2 separate regions of the Mus musculus genome follow, and region 1 is linked to region 2. Evidence: chromatin contacts called from public promoter capture Hi-C data. All regions are on one chromosome and are shown on one strand. Each heading gives the region's core, a stretch centred on a gene start, on an enhancer-like site or on the middle of the called end of the contact. The rest is flanking DNA. Distances are from core to core; before and after follow the strand shown. Region 1 holds the start of Nnat (neuronatin). Region 2 holds the start of Bpi (bactericidal permeablility increasing protein).

Evidence for each region. Capture Hi-C pulls out chosen DNA fragments and counts their contacts.
Region 1: a contact with region 2 is called in a promoter capture Hi-C map of adipose tissue. The contact joins the promoter of Nnat here to the promoter of Bpi in region 2. A contact is called at or near these places in 4 of 39 promoter capture datasets (the C10 cell line, the HPC-7 cell line and liver) and 1 of 9 other capture datasets (adipose tissue).

Annotation. Positions count from the first base shown.
Region 1 is chr2:157,558,335-157,561,479 of GRCm38.p6, forward strand. Nnat (neuronatin) reads left to right here and starts at 1,744. Exons shown (of 3, transcript NM_010923.3): 1 at 1,744-1,926; 2 at 2,879-2,959. The coding sequence starts at 1,855. All of the region lies in intron 1 of Blcap (bladder cancer associated protein), which reads right to left.
Region 2 is chr2:158,256,224-158,259,502 of GRCm38.p6, forward strand. Bpi (bactericidal permeablility increasing protein) reads left to right here and starts at 2,018. Exons shown (of 15, transcript NM_001356542.1): 1 at 2,018-2,201. The coding sequence starts at 2,072. It overlaps Gm34571 (a long non-coding RNA gene), which reads right to left and starts at 2,756. Exons shown (of 3, transcript XR_866913.1): 1 at 2,628-2,756.

The DNA.
Region 1 (3,145 bases), core at 494-2,993, 700 kb before region 2:
GAAAAGTCAACACAACAAACAGACAAAGGACAGACAGACACACACAAAAAACAAAAAACAACAAACAAAACAAACAAAAAAACAGGAACAAATTGTATACTTATTTGGGAAAATGGATCATGGTTAACAACAGCAAATGTGAATGCCCTTTCCTCCCCACCCACCCATGAATGTCTACTCCTATCCAAATTATTACTTAAAGATAGCCTGCTAGGGTGTGTCTTCCCTAGGCTTCTACTGGGGGATCCCAGGAGGACACGGTCCCCACAGTGGGCTGGCTTTGCCTGGGCCCTGCCCAGCAGAGATCATGTATCGCCTCCTGGGGCTGCAGCCCGTCCTCAAAGGTCCCAGACCTCACAATACCGCCCTGTGGCTGCCACAGGACACCATGGGCTTGGTGTTGTGCCACCGTGTGGTAAGGAAAGGCTCTGTATCTAGTCTCACATCTTGCTGCTACTGAGTGTGGTGGAGTATGCCAATTTTACAACAGTTATCTGTGCACTGCCGACCTGGAGAGGCTAGGCAATGGAACCTCAGATCCTGGCAAGCTATGGGAAGATACAGTAGAAAGCAGCCTGAACCATTGTTTGCCTTTTGCAAATAGTTCAGCATCATTTACCCCAAACCAGCCAACTTCTTTGAAAAATAAATTTTTAAAAAAAGAAAACCAAAACCACAATACCCAAACTCAGTTGGACCATTAAACCTCCATCTTTTACTGACATTGAACAGAAATGGGTCTATGAAAGTATTTAATCAAAATTAATGTCCTATCCAAATAGGGGCAAATACTATTTGGCCTCTGTGCCAAGGAGGCTTGCTGGAGAGGTACTTTCTCCAGCCACTGGGACCGTGGGAACCTTCTACTTGCAGATGGCAATTTGGTCTTGCTACCATTATCGCAATTCACTAAAGATCTATAAGACAACGCTAACAGAGGACACAAGCTTTACTTTGAAACTAGAAGACAGTAGCCACAACCCTACGTGGATGTAGCAAAATCCTATTTTGTGTTCCAGCTGCATAGCGAACTCATACAAAGAACCACCCTGGCTCAGGCAGACCTACTAAGGATTAAGAGAAGGGAGCACAAAAAACAGAGGTCCGTATCTGTCCCGCAGAAAATTTGGTCTACTTCTCCATAAAGCTCGCTCCTTTGGCACACACAAAGCACGCCAATCCTTCCTACATCCCTCCCAGAGTAGATACAATTGCTTTAGCTACGAAGAGCAAGAGTGCCGGTCCAGCTCGGGATCGCAGCCACTACCGCCTGCCGGACAGAGCGGGAACCAACAGTCAGAAAAGATCAAAGATTCTCACAAAACAGCTGGCATGGGTTTAAAATTCACGGACTAGTAGGAATGCAGAAAAAAGGTATACATTTTGCTTTCAGAGAGACTTCTGTAACTTCGGCTTTCCATCCGTATGGAAGGTATATTTTGGCGCGGCACTGGTTACGCGGCATGTAGAATTTGTAGGCTTGGGTGTGTCGAACCAAGAGGCTTGCACCCCTACCCTCATTCTACACTGTAGAGCCACGACTTCCCTCCATTTTACACCGAATTTCAAAAGCGGGCAGAGCAGAATCTTCTGGAACGGTGTTAGAGCGGGCTCAGGAGGTGGGGGTCGGTGTGGAAAGAACAGACGGGATTTTTTTTTCTCTCTTGGCGAATGAGGAGCGCCCCCCATCACCCCTCCTTCTCAACATCCCCCAAGCGCGCATGCGCACTTAGGTGGCAAGAGGGTACTTAAGGCACGGCCACCGGGGCTGCGGCATTGCGCCCAGCAGCGGACTCCGAGACCAGTAGACCTCGGCGAACCCTTGCTCTCGACCACCCACCCACTTTCGGAACCATGGCCGCAGTGGCAGCAGCCTCGGCAGAACTGCTCATCATCGGCTGGTACATCTTCCGCGTGCTGCTGCAGGTGAGTATGTACCCGGGCTTTGGGTGGGAGAGGGCACCCGAAACGCGCCCCGGGACCCCTTAATCCATATCGCGATTGCCGCCCCTACCCAACCCATCCTATCCCAATTGCCGCAATCCCTGTGTACCAAAGTGCCGCGGTGGTACTATTTGTCCCCGCCCGTTCCCGTGCCCACATCCTCGCGCAGACCCTGTCCCCAGTGCGCCCGCGCCCAGCCGGGAACAAAGACTCAGGGGTGCGGCGGTCGCCCGCTGCGGACGATCGCGACCAACGCGGTAAGAAATACCCGCTATATTCAGGCTCGATCCCAGGAGGGAGGCGGGGCACTTGTGTGCTGTGAAACTTTACAGTTCGCACAACAGAAAATTTTCACCTTAAAAAATTGCGCAATGCAGGAAATTTTCTTTTAAATACACTATGTACACACATATAACACTTGGGTGGGTGAAAAAGAAGTTAGAAAATGGCACTCCTCAGGAAAAATAACAAAAAGAATCTCAATAAGGGGGAAAGGGAGGAAATAGAGAAAACGCGCATTGCAGGAAAAATAAGCCAGACAAAGGCACTTACTAGGAGAAAAATGGATTAGATAAAAGTGCATTGGAAAAGAAACAAAGAAACGAAAAAAAAAAAAAAAAAAACCGAATTGGAAACACACTAGAGAAAAAAATGCCCCTTGCAGGACAAAAACGGAAGGGGAAAGAACATTTTCAAAAAAAAAAAAAAAAGAAAGAAAGAAAGAAAAAGAAAAAAGAAAGAAAGAAAGAAAGAAAGGGGCAAATCATTTTATGGAAAAAGAGAGTGCGCGATATCGCGCGCAAAAGTGCTTCTCTTAAAGCCAAACTGGAAGAAAGCGCTTTGTGCAAAAAAAAACTATCTACCCCAAGAGCTCCCTTTGCAGGAATCCTGCTAAAGGAATCCTTTGCCAAAGGAATCGCATATTTCCTTCAAGGTGTTCCTGGAATGCTGCATTTACTGGGTAGGATTCGCTTTTCGAAATCCTCCAGGGACACAGCCCATTGCGAGAAGTGAGGTATACTTAAGTTGTGGGTCCAATCAGCTTGCAGCCATGCAGCTCTCAGCACAGTTGGAAAAGCTCCAGCTGCCCTGACTGGTGGACAAGCTGTGCCTCGGCCGCCACTCCAGGCTATGCTGGACAGGCGGGCGGGGCAGGGGGCGGGGCCGGGCGGGCAAAGCAGCAGCAGCAAGCAGCAGTAGC
Region 2 (3,279 bases), core at 768-3,267:
TCCCAGCACCCACTTCAGTCATCTTACAACTGTCTGTAATTCCAGCTCAGGGAGGTCTGTGACCCTCTTTTGGCCTCTGAAGTCACTTTGCACTCATGTGTGCACACACATGAACACACACTCGCACAGATACCCAGGCATATACATACTTAAAAATTACTTAGGAAAAAGACCAGAAATCCATAAGAATCAAAGAAATTACACTAGGGTATATGCACAATGTCAAAATTTCCTAAACCTGGGACACCTACTCTCCGTGTGTTCCTGCGTTGCTCTAGGCCTTATTTTTATGTTTTGAAATGTATTTTGAAAATCATTTTCACTTTATATGCACGGGTGTTTTGCCCGAGTGTATGTCTGAATGGGAAGGTGTCCAGGATTATTTTCTGAAAATGGCATTTTATGACAGGTCATGGATCCCAGCTGCCTCGGGTGCAGAAGAAATGTTCTGAGGGAGATCCAGAGGGCGAAAACCCAGGGGTAAGAATTCCTGGCGTCTCCCCTTCACCGCCTCTTGAAAGCAGGGTCCTTTACAAATATCATTGCATAGGAGGAGCAATATCTGGCAGGTCCTGTGTACACAGCTCTGTGTTTCTTCCGATGTTTGGAAGGCAATGTCTCCTAGCTGGGCAGATAGCAGGAGGATCTGCTTAGAAAGAAGTGATGAGGGAAAAAAAAGGAAGGAAGGAAGGAAGAAAGAAAGGAAACAAGGAAAGAAGGAAGAAAGGAAATGAGCCCTCAGGAGGATAGGAGGATCCCGATTTTTAGACTTCCATAAAATCCAGGGGATTGGGGTGGGGCGTGAGAAACCTTGAGCCTCTGAAGTCCAGCCCCCTCTGTTCACCATGGAGACCGGGCCACTCCCACTCGGGGCCTGAGGCTGCTGCAGAACTTCACAGCCCTGCATGCAAAGCTGAACTAGATTGCAGGAGGGGAGGGATGGGGGTGGGGGTTCCCACCTTGCCCCTCCAGCTTAGCGCCTCCTGCTCCTGATGGTGTTAGAAGTATCTTGGCTCTAAGAGAAGCCTACTGTCCCCTCAGAAGCCTCAAATCCTGGTCCCTGAGAAGGAGGGGTGAAATGTGTGAAAACAGATATCTGGTTAAGAAAACTGGGTTTAGGAAACGATGGAATATTGAAAGCCGGGGGAGAATGTATTCAGAGAAAGGGAACTTTCCCGGGCTAACCAATAGGATCCCATGTCTGATAGGAAAACAAACAGGCAGAACTAACTATCTATGCTTGCCAGGAAAAAAAAAATGGGACAGGCGAAAATTAAAATATGTTTGGTGTTGTGTCTTGGAGACGAGTCCATGTAACTGATTCTCGTATTTATTTCTGAAGTTCCGGTTAAGGCTCCCATCTGGATTCTCTTTCTCGCAAGGCACACTATGCCTGCTTTCCCTACTGGAAGGCCATCCTGTCCTCACAGTAAGCTAGGGGCGAAGGTGATAGTCCCCCCCCACCCCCCACCACCACTCTATAGGAGAGGAAACCGAGGCACAGAGAAGCACAGAGAGGCTGAGACCAGCCTTAAAGAGTAGCTGAGATGCCAAGGACAAGACTCCAGAATTAGAGCACTAAAAAAGTACCCCTGCAGCCTGGGATGGGGGACACCTCCAAAGGTCCCGTTTTTTAAACAATTTACTACGGATACAACCAAAGGGATAGGAACTAGAGACAGGGAGTCTCCGTGTGGTCACCACCCAGCTTGAAAGAAAGCCTTACATGAGGCGAGGAGGACGCAAGAAAAGGATGGACTGCTTAGGAAGAGGAATCCGTCCCAGAGCCACAGGTCTCAACAGGCTCGCGCGTGCTGGCATGGGTGGGCGCGTGCACGTGCACAGCACATGCGCACATGCCCATGCTCGCACAGACCTCTAGGCTCCACTGGGGCAGCCCCTGGACTGGTCCCCAACGTTGATGGGGAACCGCAGCTGCCCTCCCCCTCCCGCCCCCACGGCTGCCTTCCTCCTTCCTCTTTCTACTACTGCCCTGCCCTTCCCCAGAAGGCTTCTTTATAGGTCTCAGGTTCCCATCCGAGGCCTTGTGGTTTGGGCTGCCCTAGAGGACATGACCTGGGCCCCTGACAACGTGCGGAAATGGTCAGCCCTGTTGCTGCTGGCCATCATTGGCACAGCCCTGACAGCCGCCACCGACCCTGGCTTCGTGGCCATGATCTCCCAGAAGGGTCTGGACTTCGGTAATTGGATGCCTTTCTCTCTTCCTCCCCTTCCCTGACAGGGCACTTAGGGTGCACAGCCCTTTAAATCGGATGCCTGGCAAGTTCACTGCTTCCCCCCCCCTCCTATTTTACATAGAAAGAAACTAAGGCACCGTCTCATAGGACTAGAAAAGTGTCAGAGCTGGGACTGGATCACACTACTCTAGAAGATTCCAAGTGCCCCGGGGCTCTGAGGGTCCCCACGGTCCCTTCTCTCTACACCGTGACATTTCTAGGCCTTTTCTTTCCAAAGTCAGTCGTCTGCCTTACCTCCTTTGTTAGAGACTAAGCAGGCAGGGGGTGCCGGGGGGCGCCTCCAGTGAGATGTACACACACTGCGGGCAGACTCTGGGAAAGCTACCCCAGGCTCCTCCCAAAGGCCAGGCAGGTAACAACTCCGCTCACCTGCTTCTCTGCCAGGCGCCTCACAGATCCACCGGTCCCATTCTTCCATTGCAGGACTGGGTGGGTGGGACACAGCACTCCTGCAGGTGAGGAGTCTCTAGCAAAGGCGCTCTAGTCCTCACTGAAGCCCTTCTTGGGGCCGCTTAGTGCTGCCTCCTGGTGGCAGAGAGAGGAACTGCAGAACTCAGGGCGATCCTAGTTCAGATCAGACCAGGTTGGGTGGGGGGGCGGGGCAGGTCCCAGGGGATCTGCTTTCCTATCCCAGAACGCATGTTCCAGGCCATGCAGGCCATCGCAGGGATGCAAACAGATTCCCCCATGAACGTCGATGAGGATATGGTTGTGTTTAAATCCAGAGCTGGTGTGTGTGTGTGTGTGTGTGTGCGCGCGTGTGTACATACATGTCACATGAGTGCATGGGTGACTGACAGCTTTTGTGGGAGCAGAGGCTCAGCTCCAGTGTCCCATGTGGCAACTGGAGTGAGTTTTTAAAAAATGCAGCAAGCCTATTATTCATTTGTATGCCCACATCCAAAGGTTGAACTTGGGGAACAAGAAGCCTTGATCTCCCATCTTGACTCTACCATATGTCAGCAGTGAGCTCTTGACCAGAGCACTAGGGTGTGGGAGGGAAGGGAAGGACCCCCTTCCT